Linked DNA regions of Drosophila melanogaster: region 1 is linked to region 2. The links are chromatin contacts, called in public Hi-C maps. All regions are on one chromosome and are shown on one strand. Each heading gives the region's core, a stretch centred on a gene start, on an enhancer-like site or on the middle of the called end of the contact. The rest is flanking DNA. Distances are from core to core; before and after follow the strand shown.

Region 1 (4,634 bases), core at 1,128-3,627, 3.6 Mb after region 2:
AGTTGTGCGAGGTATTTGGGATTGAATCGGTTTCCTATGACAAGGAGCCAAATCGCAATGTTGTTGCCACGGCCCATAAGGATAGGGTGAGTTCAACTTTGTAAAACACCAACTGAATCGCGTACTTATTTGGCTTAACTATTTGCAGTGCTGGTTCCCCGCCACGAGCATCATGGAAGTGCTGGCTCGTGAGTCCGGACAACGCCGTGTCCCGGTGCCCAGTAACAATGCTTGGGGATTGAAGAAGTAGATCAAATCCGTGTGGTATACAGAGATATTAAATATATTAAATCGTTGGCGCTGGAAAATAATAGTTAAAAATGGATAGATAATGCAAATGGAAGCCTGGATGTGGAAGACTTATTGATTGAACCTAAATGAGGAAAATTTTGTGGATGCGCTGCGAGGACAATACAGAAGGATAATTGCCGTTACCACGTATATTTTGTAAATTATAACAAATGTTAGTTGAACCCTAGAATGCTAAATGTTGAATACTTGAATATGGAGTGAACTGGATAAGCAGGCACAAATGTGAAGAATCATGTTAACCAATCTGTTGTACGATGAATTTATCCAAAAGCGAAACCTTCTGGCCACGTTGCATCTAAATACAAAGGAAAGCGATAGATGAGAAGGATAAATAAATGAGTAAATAGAGCAGAGGGCAATTATTGTGTTTTTTGTTTTAATTAATTTATTTCATGGGAGAAATTATGGATAAAAGGTCTTATAAACTTAATTTCAAATTTATGTCGCGATGGAACACAATGTCTTGTATGTTGCAGCAATTAGCTTTCAACAGTGGTCAGTATTCAGTGCTGTAAGTCGTTGTTATTTAACGGTCGCTTGTTTCAAACTGAAGTAATTTTGGAATTTACTTCGCTTAGAACAGAAATAATTTCAAATTTAAAATATAAATATATAGGACGTCATGCTTCACCATTAGATAATTAAAGTGGCGCGGAAATGAAAACAACCCAAGTGGAGGTGCTCAAGGGATATTCCACCTGCTGATCCATCCTGGTAGTCGAGGAAACTAGCAAACATCCCCCGGACTGCCCACAAGCCGAACTCGTTGCCATCTCGTTTCGGGCTATGGGCACAGGCCTCTAATTTGTTGCCATTGCCGTTGCCATTTTCACGAAAAACAATAAGCGGCGCCTGGGGAATAATGCCAAAATAAAGATGAAATGTTACGACAAGTCAGAGCGGCGAGGGATGAGAGCCCCGGATGAGGCCAACTCACGCACTCCGCCGGAACGCAATGGATGCGGGGCTTGGGCCGGATCCAGAGGCAGAACGCAAGTCGTATATGAATATAGACCTGACATAATGAGCAGCCTATAAGCGAAATGGCTGCCAGCAACCCACCAAATGCCATCCACCCACCAGCCACCACCCCCAATCATCTCAAGATGTGTGCGTAATTTGAATTTAGTCTGCCAGGGAGTTTATTAACAAATACAAGGCAATCCCCCACGTCAAGGAGGGCCGAGAATGAACGAAACAGAAAGAAAGAACGCTTTCAAGGAGAAACTGCCTCTTTAGATGGGCTGGGGAAAATAATTCCAGGGAGATTAAATTGTGGTTGGCATCTGTGGGCAGGGGGATTATTGCTCCAAAAACCGGCGAGATTGCAGGGGAAAGAGTTCATTTTGGGTCAATTGTAACCGCTGCATGTGCGTGGGAGTGTAGGTTGGATTTTATGTGTATAAAGTGTGTGCGTAATTTTAATTATGTGTTATGGCAAGAGAAAAAATTAAAAAACCAAAAAAAAAAACATATTGTTGAATAAAACTGGAATGGCAAATGTGCGGGCATATGCTATTATCGAACGATACTTGAGCCATTCAACATTCCAACAATTTCAAAATGAATGCAAGTATTTATTTATCATATATAATTTAAAACCAACACCGAATTTTAATTGTTTGAAATTACTTTTTGCGGTTAGATAAGTGTGGATTTAAATGATATTCGTAAGCTAACTTTGATGGTGTGTGAAAATATGGGCTTATGTGCTATTATTTACTGCCAATTTCGAGTGCTTGTATAGCACCAATTAATTAATGAAACCGCTTTAATATGTCACAAATGCGCAAAGTCTATTCAATTAGGTTTTTTAAATCATTTTAAATTTATAGCTACTTGTTTGGGCTTAAGTATGCATTGGATTAGTAGTTTACACGGAAATATGCTGTTAAAAATTGATATATTTCAATATACAGACATCAATTTATTTACATAACTGCCAGGTTTCCAAAACAGTTACCTCAAATTAAGGCACTCCAGTAGGAACTTTGACATTTTCTGTTGCCCAAAAATAGTAACTTGACAAGCATTTGACGTTCATTTGTGACATTTGTCCTGGGCGAGCTTATCATACATCTATCTTATATAACACATATAACATATGCAGTGGTATGTAATATGAAAGCTGTCCTTAAAATATTCATTAAGTCTGAGTGCAGTGGCTGAAATTATGCCTGCGTGTGGCCCAGTATACTCCAGCTCCCCACCTCTCACATCGCTCCAAAAGAATGTCCTACGTCCTGCGAGGACGTGACCCAAGCGAAAAGCAGACGACCACAGAATCGGAAGAGGGACTAGTGCAAAAGATGGGTGCCGAGTGACGCTGAGCTGTTGGTTTGGGTAGACGGCGCGTTGCTTTCAATTTGCGCATTTTGGCATTTTTAAAAATGCATTAAAGGAGCAGCACCACCAGCATCAAGGAGCACAAATAACGTGCCCAAAAAGATCTGCAGACAGACACAGAAAAAGTTGCGATGAAAGCGCGAAAATTACTTCCTAAATAGCCGCCTGACTGCCTGCCAAGACTACTCGACAAGCGGCGGCTTCCACGAGCGGCAAATGCTGAAGAAAATGGCCTCCAAGCCGAAACGACGACGACGACGACGACGACCATGTCCTGGGCTCAATAAAAGAGACACAGGCACACAAGCGCACATACATAGGTCCATACCTATGCAAAAGGGCAGGAGTTAGGAGCAAGGAGCGAGGAGCAGGAAAGGGTCACAGACGACGGGTTCGGAGAGTCGAATTCAAATTGCAAATTCGCCGCAGATTTTTTATGCACTTTTCCCTAGCCAAAATTAAGCCAGGCGAACGCTGCGCTCCGGAACGATTTCCAGACGGGTACTAAGACCAGGAACAGGACTACGGCCTGGACTGGGCGGAATCGGGATGAGGTCGAGGCCCAGGACGAGAGTAAGAGGACGACATTGCTGACGTTTTGACAGCGAAATAAAAAAAAAGGAAATAGACTGCAACTGGAATGGTAATAGGGGGGGCGGGAGTTTGAGGAAAGGAGGCCCGACTGAATGCAAATATTATCGTATCTACATGGAAAGATGGAGCTCCAGGGGAATATCGAGGTAATCGCAGAGACTGAAAAAAATTGAAATTGACATTCATAACTAAAATTTATTTTAAATTTATAAGCTAAATGCTTAATGCTTAAGAGTTCAGTTAAAGAACAATTTTTATAGAACCAATCGCAAGAGTTATAAAATCAAATGAAAAACATTGAAATTCTTCATGGAATTAAGAAGTTCATTTAAAAATGTTCCATTTAATCCATATAGAATATAAGGGAACCAACTATGTATTATTTTCAGTGCATGCGCGCTGCAAGGACTAGTCTCGTCTTTCTATGAGACCATTTCTATAGCGAAAAGGTGACAAACTGGTCGAGCCACTTGTGAGTAACTGGAGAATGGGTGCTGCAAGGGCCAAAACCCGGCGGCAACCCACCATCTATCTGTCGCTGTAACCCCACCTTAGACTCCCTTCCGCCATCCAACTAAATGCATTTCGGTTTTTATTCATATTTTATTCAAATGTGGCGACCAAAATGGCACAAACACAGCGCAGTTATTTATGTAATTCGTTCTTTTTTCCCGCAGACATCCTTGTTGCACTCGAGATGCAATGAGAGAACTTGGAAATGAACCAAATACGAAGTACGTATATTTTTCAAGGAGCAGCAGATAGTTTGGTGGGTCACCAAAAACGATTTCTGTTATTTTTTAGGTACTCTCTTACAATGCTGAGTTTTGTTATAAATTTAAAACATTTAATTTTTGTTAGTTCCTCGAACTAACTTTTTTACCATTTTCAAATGTCACCGAGTTATTCGTGTATCCTTGATCAGATTTAGCGAAAGGGCATGGAATTTTATAATTCTCATTCATTCAAGGCTGTGTGTGGGTGGTTCGCAATGGGTTGCTTATAAATAAAGCCACGAGACATCAGCTTTCCATGAATTGCATTTCCTTTTTTTCCTCCAATATTCCGCCGCCTCCTCACCCGACGAAGCCTTTGCCTTTTTGCCATAAACTTGTCATCATTTTAATATTGGCAGCTTATAAAGCCACGTTAGATAAGGGGGGTGGTGGTGGAGCGGGGCTCGGGCTTCGTTCAGACCCGATTCGAACCTCATAAAATGGAAGCGGAGCGGTACGACGACCCAAAGCCAATGTCAAGCCAAGTCAAGACAAGCCAACTCAGCAGCGGATTATCTGCGACAGCAGCATGGAAAGCGTCGACATGGCTAGTGGGGGGCCGAAGGTCACAGGATGTGGGTGGTGGATGCGGGGTAGGTGGGTAGG
Region 2 (4,464 bases), core at 1,896-4,395:
ATCGAAAAGCGGAACTCCCACAAAGGCCGTGGCCACAAACGCATCCGGCGCTGACGTTGAACGATGAGTCGCCGCCGAATGCCTAGCAGTGTATGCCTATTTCCATGTCCTATTCCCATTCTCAATCACTCGCAGAAAAAGTGTGTTCTAAACGCATGATCTTGCCACAAGAAAATGCGGATGCCGCATTTAAAGGTATCAATGCCACTATTGGATTAAGTTTAGGTTACATTAAAATATTTCTTAAAAATAAATCTTGTTTTCCTTGATTTGCTCAGTGCATCCGTACGTGGAATGCTCCATCTCCACCAGTTGTCCATTCAGCAGCCATGTTTTCCAATTTTCGGCGCACTGCGTTGCATTCAGATTCGTTCAGATGCAACAGCAGTGGAACAACAACAGCAACAAAAGTCGCTCGCTTTTCCCAAAATTTAGTCATTGTTCGCGAAATTGCTTATAGACGCGGCACTATTGCCACCACCACCCCGTCGTTTTGCCCAATTTTCCGGACTGCCCAATCCGACCTGCCATGTCGACGCTTCTCAGTGAGGGAAAATTCGGATGGCAGGGAGTCCGTGGAGCTGATTGCAACTCTTTGGCTTTGGCTTTGGCGGTGGACAACCGCAACGAGCCGCTTTTTGATCGTCGGGCGTAGCACAAGTAAAAATATTATTACACTCTCGCGACCCGCAGTAAAATGGGGCTCCCCAGTGGGTCAGCGCACAGGCGGAACAAAGGCCACCGCCACTCGAAAACCATTCGCGAATTTATTCGCCGGAAAAGTTGTAAAATTAGGAAAACGATTTAGTGGAAGAACCGCGCATCCTTTTGCTAAATAGGCTGTTTTGGGTGTCTATCAATAAATGGTTTGGGGATTTGTTATTATGCAGGTAACTATACCGCATCAGGTAAGCTGAAGCATTATGGTAAACCATACATTAAGTTCGATTCTAATTAAGATTATGTATTGAAACATATTAAATGAAGTTCCTTGCGTTTTTCAAAAGTTTATAGTATAATTAAACTTTATGCCTTTAAGGGTAGGTATATTTATAAATATTGGAATATATTTAACAACTAATATTGCGTTGGACTGCTTTATCCCTCGGCAGTGACAGGCACCCCAGCGCTTGGCTTAGCCTCCATCACTTTATCCTGGGGCTGCACCAGTGCCTTGGTCGGCAGTAAGTGCTTCAAGGGCTCAAGAATGCGAGTCTGCTGCAAGTAGGTGAGCTGCTGTTGCTCCAGCTGAAGCAAGCTAATGCCCAAGTGAACGGTTAGCGACTGCGGGGGGAAGACTCCATGGATGCACCTCTGAATATAGGGTACCAGGTCGTAGGCCAGACATGAGCAGAGCCGAACAAATGCCTCTCGTTCGCTGCCGGCGAAGGCCTGCTGCTCTTGCCGATAAAAGGCAAGCACACGCTGAGCAGCCTGTTGCAGGGAGTGCTGCAGACAGCGGGTAACATCGGTGGCCAAGGCCAAGGGAGCACACAGACGCAGCTCGTTCAACGCGCTCAGATAGCCATTGCACAAAGCGGCCAGGGGATAGAAATCCAATAGAGCTTCGGGCGGCGCGTAGGACTCCTGCTCGGGATCAACCTGCTTGCGGGCGTGAGAGTGCAGCGCCACCTTGTTGATCAAGGTGAATCTCTCCAGTTCCCGCTCGAACTGCTCGTCGACCTGTTCCACGCTGCTCTCAAAGCGACGGCGGATCACGCCCACGAAAATTGGAGCCATAAGGGCACGAAAATCAGCGCCGACACGGCTAAACGACAGCCCAAAGTACATGCACTGCCCAAGCACTGTTTCGACGGAGCCAACTCCTAGCTGTAGATCACGTTCCAGAGTCTGCAGAAAGTCGCTGATCTGAAGAAACAGACAGAAAGTAGTATGCAAAGAAATAAACCAGTCAAGCAGTAGCAACCTTATTGTGCAGCCAGGCCTGAAAAAGTCTGTCACCGTTGCAGCTGACGCCCTGCAGCGGTCTTAAAGAACTCTGAGTCTTTAGAGTGCCCTCGTCTTCCGGGAAAATTGCGCGATACTGGGTGATTATATTGAACAGATTTATGCGAGTAATCTCGATGGTTTTCGATAGATGCTGCTGGGCTGTAAAGAGCAAGATGAAAATTGTTAGTTTCATTGCTGTGGTCCGAAGCGCCTTTTGCTACTTCTTTGAGCTTCACACTAACCATCTGCAGTGGGTATGGCCTCCAGGCAAGAAGTTAACCACGCGTCCCTTGCCTGCAGAAACTTCAATCGCAGTTCGTTGTCACCGAATGCCTGCATCCGTCGAAGATAGCCCACGATTTGCAGGCACTTGGGTAGCTGGAGATCCGTCCGCAGTTGTGCAACCAGCTGCACCAGCATGTTGTGCCACAGGGCTTCCACGGAGCGCACAATGCTCTGAAAGTATTCGCTTAATAAAGGAGAATGAAGAAAATCAAACTCAATGATAACGCACTGTGACCACGGGAATGTGTCCCTGGTGCTGGCCCAAGCGGGTGGCGTAGGCGGCCAGTTCCAGAGCCTCCTCGTAGCGGCCCTCGCGAATACAGCGCTCCATGAGTTGCGGCAGTTCGAGAACTTCCAGCAACTGGGCGTTCTTTTGCAGGGTAATGGAATTCAGTCGCCGTTGCTCATTCAGCTCGGCGGAGTCCTGCAGGAAGCGTTCGCACTGGACACTGAGGTCGGGAAGCTTGGACACCAGTGTGTCCAGCTGCTGCTCCGATCGCAGGAACTCGCTGAAAATCGAACGCGAGTTCTCCGCGGTGGTGATGAAAGTTCTGTAGTTGGAGATGGCCAGATCCTGTGTCTGCTCCAGAATGGTGCGCGCCTCTTCCGCCAGTCGCGTCTGCTCCTTCTTCAGCTGCTCCACCTTGCAGGTACCCAGTTTGGCGAGGTAGTTATCCAGCTCCGGATTGCCACGCAGATTGTCTGATGATGCGTTTGGAACACGAAACATAAGTTATCTGCCCATTCCGGCGGCTTTAAATGATGCACTCACCTGGCACACCGTCGGGGAATATCAGCTTCAGTACCCTCTCGTTCTCCAAATCCATTTTGTCCGGAAAGTCCATTGTTTTCAATTATAAATCAAAAATTATCCAATTTGTTGACGTCTGTGAAAAACAGCTGATTCGTGCGGTTCGTGCTACCAGATCGACGGTAGCCAGTACTGCCAGATTGCCGCGAATATTTTCTTTTATTGCTATTTAAAACCATTTTAGGCACCTTTCTAGATTCTAAGATCAATACAATCCGAAAAAGCTTTCTATAGAACGCATTTTAAAAATTAAGCTTACTCTGGAATGGTTGCGATAAAGTCACATATGAGAAAAGTAGTGTTAAAAATTCAATCATGAAGTCTGACAGAAGCTGACCAATATGAAACTCGCCTAACGTCTTTTCAAACATTTAGCTATATGATTTTTGTTTTAAAATATATTTTAATTGTTAAATTTAAATATATATATTTACATTAAATCTATACATCTTTAAAACTCAGGGCTGCACAAAGTACAATTTTTTTACATGGCATTAAAAGTTTTAATTGTTATATAATTTAAAGAATCAGTCCCTTAAAATACAATGCCATTAAATGAAAGTTAATTGTTAGGGAACAATGAAGCTATTTAGTACAATTTAAGTAACGATGAAAGGTTGCTAAGAAACGCGATTTCTTTTTCCCTATGAATAAGATTGAAATAGCTATATTAATGGATTAGATTATAACATTCGAATCATTCATTCATTGGTCTTATAGTTTCGATACGCACTTTACTTTCCTGGCCCAGACCTCCGATTAAAGCGCTCAACTGGAGTGAAGTGAACCTGCTTCTCAGGCGCAACCGCAGCCACAGTTATTATTTTTGCACTTTCACTTGCTCTGACCCAAATATCGATGGCACTTAGCTGATACGATTCCTTTATTTCGGGTGTCACTCACACAAAATGATATGATTTAGCATGGGCTATATCATAGATATTTTAACTTAACCGTAAGATACAACATTATTGCAAACTTAGGCACTTTTCTTATGAATGCTGTGGAGCCAGCCGCTTTTGCACAATATTTCGCAATAGCAATTATTTGGCAATTGTTTGGGGGAAAACCAGTTTTTTTTTTGCGGTCAGAAAAGGGAGCGGAAAAAGGCAGGAAAATCCATCAGCGACCACCCACTCCACTGCTGGACCTTAGCTACATCCGCCAAGCAATCCGCACCGCCCCACCACCCACCGCACCACCTGGTGGCGCAACTCTTACTCAATGGGAGTTTTCGTGGCCAATAAAAAACGGACGATGAGGAGCGGTTACAATATTGTTCGTGCGGCGTCTCGTGGGCGGAGCTGACGGGCGGGAGAGACATAGAGGTGGATAGTGGGCGGTGGGCAGACTAGGGGGGCGGGCGAGGACATAATAAACACACAACGATAATTAAACCGCGGTTAGACTGGACAGCA

The links. A called contact is a pair of places that touch in the nucleus more often than the background predicts.
Region 1: a Hi-C map of the Kc167 cell line shows a contact between it and region 2, with 2.2 times the contacts expected there. The contact joins the promoter of lncRNA:CR43853 here to the promoter of Cog8 in region 2. A contact is called at or near these places in 3 of 107 Hi-C or Micro-C datasets (the Kc167 cell line, the S2 cell line and embryo).

The regions. Positions count from the first base shown.
Region 1 is chr2L:15,117,406-15,122,039 of dm6, forward strand. lncRNA:CR43853 (long non-coding RNA:CR43853) reads left to right here and starts at 2,378. Exons shown (of 2, transcript NR_073777.1): 1 at 2,378-2,424; 2 at 2,475-3,414. stc (shuttle craft) reads left to right here. Exons shown (of 5, transcript NM_057251.4): 4 at 1-86; 5 at 149-664. The coding sequence ends at 250.
Region 2 is chr2L:11,495,803-11,500,266 of dm6, forward strand. Cog8 (Component of oligomeric golgi complex 8) reads right to left here and starts at 3,146. Exons shown (of 5, transcript NM_135659.3): 1 at 3,008-3,146; 2 at 2,465-2,937; 3 at 2,193-2,406; 4 at 1,928-2,109; 5 at 1,002-1,869. The coding sequence starts at 3,080. The coding sequence ends at 1,099.